Linked DNA regions of Mus musculus: region 1 is linked to region 2. The links are chromatin contacts, called in public HiChIP or PLAC-seq maps. All regions are on one chromosome and are shown on one strand. The core of a region is the stretch at or near the end of the contact, and the rest is flanking DNA. Distances in the headings are between cores, read along the strand shown.

Region 1 (2,884 bases), core at 86-2,585, 140 kb before region 2:
TAAATAACTGGAGATGCAGCCGTCAAAAGCTGATTGTTCCAGCATGTATCTTTAAGCAACACAGTTCACTCGTGATAATCAACCCATGTCTATACTGGTACAGTTTATTGCACTTGTCAAAGGAAAAAGTAGTATTATTCAAAATTATATGAAGTCGTAATAAACAAGTTGAATATATTATCAGACTTTTCCTGTAAGTTTTCAAACATGAGGCAGTAAATAATTTTTAATAATGTCTTTTCATGTAAAATAATGTCCATATGCTGTAATAACATCTTCGCTTAACTATTAACAAAACAGTCAACTTCTTTGTATGATTTCAAGGATATTTTTGTATGCACTTTTCAGTCTCTAGAGCTCCGAGGCACAAAATCCTTCTGCATTAAAGGAGCAGAGACAGGAGTCTTAGAACATTTCATTAGCACGCTCCAAAGTTGCTGAGTACAGACCATGTCACACGTTTCTATTTTAATTGAACAGATGTACTTAAGAGCAAACCACAGCAAACAAAATAAAGACAAAATTATAAACATGTGTCAGCAGGCAGTGGGCAGGCGGGAGCCCCTTATGAGCGTCTGTGTGTATTTTATGGAGAGCCATGGACTGCACTTCATAAGTTTACCACTGATGTTTCTAGTTTAATGAGGAGAAACCAAATATGTAGATAGGTGTAAGTTGAAGATGAATTATTGGATCAATCACTTAGCACCGTTGAGGGTGTCTGCCATTGTTCAGTGGGAAATAGCTAGGGCCAGGCGGCAGTTGTCTGCACAGCAGGGTGCCCAGTGTGCGAGGGAATATGGAAAACTTCCTCCTTCCTGTCACTGAGATCTTTATATTATTTCTGGGCCAGGCTGTCTTTGAATTCTGACGTTGTCTTTCAGGTTGCAGCCTGCTGCCAGCCTCTTAAACGAAATGCCTCTCCGCCATTTCTATTACTGCTGAAAAGACAGCCAGCAGTCTATTAACAGGCAATAAACCTCAGGAAACCCAGGCCTCATTTCTTGGGTCAGAGGTGAAAATTGCATACTAAATGAAACAAAGGTGTGCCTTGAGCACTCTAGAAGCTGCACCGGAGTGAGCACACGTGTTCTTAGCCAGAGTCTCCCACTTAAAGGGGAAGGAGTAATCATAACGGTGGCCCATGGAGTTAAGTACTCAGTTGAGAGAAATTATATCAATCTGACAAATATAGCCTTCACAGGAGATAAAGTCTCTAATGATCTTAAATGCATATATTTATCATTTAATTCAACGACCCTGTTCCCTTGGGCTTTAGACCAACTACGTTTCCCCCTGAAGCTTGGGAACTTTTTACTAGCCCCGAGAATAACGGCCATTTGTCAGAAGTTCCAAAGTTGAACAACACAGTTGGAAGCAAAGGACAGGAGAGGGGGGAAATGGTTAATGAGATCATTCTACCTCAGAGAATATTAATATGAAGTTTTATTGATGTACAAACTGTGGGCGAACAGTAGGCAGCACATGGGATAATGAAGAAATTTTAATCAAAGTAACTTTCATCACATTTTATTACCATGTATGTTAGCAGCACACACGGCATGTTACTATGTAAAAAGGAGCTCCTAAATGCTTAGTATTCGTGCAAGGTGGATGTGGAGCGGTCCAAAGGAAACACAGAAACAGAAGAAGAAGAAGAAGAAGTCCTAATATTGATCAGGCAAAATAGGGAAACAGGAGAGCCCGAAGAATCAAGAGGCCCTGTGGTGGATGGTGGGCTTTCCCTCACTGTGTTCTAGGTCTCGTGTGATGAAGCCTACAGTGATGCCCAGGAAGTACGGTGACTCCTGTGTCGTGCTTTGTGAGACTGTCAGAACCTTTGTTCATGCTGTCAATCAACTGTTCTGCACGCCCCCCCCCCCCGGCCCCCCTCCTCCGCAGCCACATGGGTAACTGCAGTAGCTACTTGCAAATAGATTTCTGTAACAGTGCATTATCCTTCAGGCCTTTGCTCTGGAGCTCCGGCGCTCCCCGCCCCCATCATCTCCAACAATCTAGCCATTCATGTGGCATAGCCCCTCGCTCACTCCTTCACCATGTGTCAAGTGGTTTGTGTTTCAGTGCCGTGTGCGACACAGTGGAACGAGCACTGGGCTGGATGCCAGGAACCTGGAGTTTTTGCCCCAAGTCAGACTCAGGACCTTGGAAAAGTCGTTTGACTTTCTTCTGTCTCAACCCCGTCCTTACCCGTGTGGAATATTCTCTAGGGTAGCAGGTTTGGAGGTTTTATTTATAGTGAGGCCATGTTTGGGTCTTTGTGTTCTGAGAAGAATACAAACTCATTTCAAATTAAGTAAAAAATATGTGCATGTTTTACAGTTTCTCTTGGTAAAACTGCCATAAACTTGTGGTTTGCAGACCTGAAACGAAAGCAACTTTGGTGTGTACATCCCTCCCTGAATCTAATGTCTGAGCAGGGCACTCACTTGAAGACCTAACCTTTTGAGTGGAAAGTCAGTGGGTTAAAGATACTATGCTTTTCCTATCTCTTCTTGGAAAGGTTTGTTCCTGGAGTAGGCCAAGTTCAATGTCACTGGTGCACTGTTTACAAAGCAATATTCACAGTTACCATTTTTTGCCCTTTCAAATAGAACATAGATACAATGGGGTTGTTTAAACAAAACAGTACAGCACAGCAAGAAAATCGACAGACAGTGTGAGCCTGAGAGGAATGGTCCTTCTGTTTAAATCCTACCAGCCGGCTTCTGATCTTAGTGCTTAAGCTTCTTTCTCTAGTTTACCTGTGACAATAGGCTGGAGTAACTATGGCAGTGATCTCAGGGGTCAGCCGTGAAGGTGAGGTGGAGAAGCTGCACACAGTGCCTCGAGCGGGGTGCGGGTCTGTGGTATGCATCCCATGGTG
Region 2 (2,700 bases), core at 13-2,512:
CCTGGCAGTCCCCAGAGCAGATAGAGCTTGAAGGAGTACAAAGGGTCTCCAGAGTCTAAATGAGAGGAGATGGCACTCCTAACACCAGAGAAACATGCACAGCGTTTCTATGTATATGAAGGATGTGGACACTGTTGACAATAGACTATCTATCCTGTTATAGTATAACTACACTGCACTGTGACATCAGAGTATAACAGAGACAAAAACAGGCTATTCTCCCCATTACTTGTAAGGGAGAATGAGTTCTAGTTCCCAGGAATAAATACATGTGCTCTTGTACAATCCTGCTAAATGTTTTAACTGGGAATTATTTGTCTTCTACAAATCAAATACAACAGAGGATCAAGGACATTAAATTTGCCAATACGGGAGCATGAATTCTTACAGTCATTCTTAGCCCATTCTTAGCCACCAGTGATGGTGCTATTTAGCTCACCAATGCATAGGTAGAGTGATCAAGGCCCAGAATGGTGAAGCTAGGCTACCAGTTCCTTCCCATTTGCCCTGGCTTTGCATTTTTCTTTAAAAAAAAAAAAATCTAATTGTTCTGCAGAAGACGGCACTGTTCATTATTAATGGAATTTCTTTTCATTCAATTTTGTGGTGTCCACAACAAGATTATAAAAACAATAATTTAATTTCTAAATCTTTTCAGTTTCAGCGAGGTTACTTTGTGGAGTTGGAGATAAATGACCAGAAGAAAACTTCACAAAATTAGTGTTTACACTTAATCTGGCAACGAGCTATAATTTGATTGGTAAAAAATTCATTTGGTGTACCTCTGGCCCTTTGCTGCCGGATAATGAAAATTTATATCTGCGTTTCAGACATCTGGGGAGGGCCTGACAGCTTTGGGGCTGAATGAAAGATGATGTCACGCTGACCCCTGTCAGCATTTCCTCACAGACTGGTTACCCAAAACCCAACAGCACTCACACTTTCTTCCCCCTGCCAGAGCAGACTCTCATTTTATTTTGGAAGGTTAATGACACTGTAAATCTAATAGGCCATTTTAGTGCCATCGTGTGGATATTAAAAAATCATGTGACCAGTCAGGGCACCATATGTGGAGTTCACTGTTGTCTAATGGCAGGGATAAGACGCTATAACAAGGCACCAAGGGCAGCCGGTGTTTGGAATTAATTTCAAAACCATATCTACCTTACACCAATTTAGAATCTCAGCCAATAATTATTGCTTGCCATTTTGACTGTTTGCCTTAATAAGCTGGCTAAGATCAAATCAACATTGGACCCCCGGAAAAGTCTTTGTAACTTGCTTATTTATCAGTATCTCAGGTTCCAGGGAAAGCACTCCTTCAAGGAACTGTCTGTGTAGTCCAGTACCAGAGCCTGTAGCTACTTTTGGCCAATGGCCCCAGGAAATGAAGTTTTAACTCATTCAAATTTAAATAGGGACACATGTCAGCCGTTGCCATTTTGGACATCAGAAGTTGGACTAACTGCAAGGAGACCAAATTCACCAGAAACTAGTGAGGAAATCAATTCCGCTTAAGACTGTCACCTGTTCCTCATCAGGTGAGACATCAGGTGAGACAAAGCTGTATTTGGGGGCCAAAGCTACCTGGTGACAGAACTGACGTCTGAATCATCTTTGAATCCATTTAAAGTCCTCTGCACAGAGTTCAGGTGAATAGATGCAACCAATAGAAACGTGAATGAGTGGGATGCACAATGAATAATGAAAAGCCAGAAACAGAATTGCATTTTCCCTTTTTTACTTTTTCTGTGTGCCTTTCCTCTTGGGACACATAGAGGATAGATACATTGTGATCTCTCAGTCCCATTCACTTGAAAGCAAACGGGAAGGATGTCTGGTGGCTTCTTCCACTCCCTGAAATATGAGTTTCTAGTTCTGAAGCTGGGTAGGTAGATCACAAAGCCAGGAGCCCAAGCCACTCAAATGGAGCAAAGAGACCAACATGAACATCAAACTCCCCACATTCTGAGAGTAAGGGAGGGAAGAAGCAATTCTCCATGGATAATGGGGCCATTGATTGTGGAGCCAAACAGAAGGATATAAAGGGAAACTGGAATAATGTGTGAGTTTAGTCCAAAATGTTTATTTATTAGAAATTTCTATTCATGACTACTAACTCATGGCACAGAATTATCAGGGTGATCTTTCTGGAAATTTTGATGACAGTAATAGCAATGAGAGCAGTTACTTTATTATGGTTCCAGAAACAATGTAGATGTCTACAAGGGATGATTTTAATTATTCTCTCTATGGGGCATGGTATATGGGACTCTCTATTGTACAGACTGAGAATGGAATCAAGTATAAACAAATCGATTTCTCTTAAGGTCAGGCAACCAATAAATGGCAAAAACAGATTTTGAATCCGAATAACCCAACTGTGGAGTTTATGCTTTCATAAAGCTTTTCTGTCTTGTAGCTCTTTCAATCCTCATCGCCTGATTCATTCATTTAGCAAACGTGATTTTGAGACCCAGTGTAGACCAGGCACTATTTTCAGATGGTAAAAGTGAAAAATGCCTGTCCCCTTAGACTTTTCCAATGATGAAGGCAGAGAAGGAAAAGGAGTCAAAGCGATATGTAGAAATAGAAAATACATAGAAAGAAGTGTTAGGAAGAAAAGCAGGAGCAAATAAAGAGATGCTGGGTGCCAGCAGGAAGGAAGAAAGGAAGGAGATGTGGACAGAAGAAATCTAG

The links. HiChIP or PLAC-seq counts read pairs in DNA pulled down with a chosen protein or histone mark.
Region 1: an H3K4me3 HiChIP or PLAC-seq map of embryonic limb bud shows a contact between it and region 2, with 2.4 times the contacts expected there. The contact joins two enhancer-like sites. A contact is called at or near these places in 1 of 484 Hi-C or Micro-C datasets (nephron progenitors), 1 of 115 datasets of contacts at active chromatin or transcription factors (embryonic limb bud) and 1 of 9 other capture datasets (adipose tissue).

The regions. Positions count from the first base shown.
Region 1 is chr3:30,226,207-30,229,090 of GRCm38.p6, reverse strand. The region is part of intron 2 of Mecom (MDS1 and EVI1 complex locus); the gene reads left to right. Among named protein-coding and RNA genes, the nearest start is that of Mecomos, 210 kb to the right of the region's middle. Within about 2 kb of position 1,335, at least 34 of the 459 cell types and tissues checked have an H3K27ac peak or open chromatin away from gene starts, as enhancers often do. A contact at or near this core is called in embryonic limb bud, where this site is marked.
Region 2 is chr3:30,084,618-30,087,317 of GRCm38.p6, reverse strand. All of the region lies in intron 2 of Mecom (MDS1 and EVI1 complex locus), which reads left to right. Among named protein-coding and RNA genes, the nearest start is that of Mecomos, 66 kb to the right of the region's middle. Within about 2 kb of position 1,262, at least 5 of the 459 cell types and tissues checked have an H3K27ac peak or open chromatin away from gene starts, as enhancers often do. A contact at or near this core is called in embryonic limb bud, where this site is marked.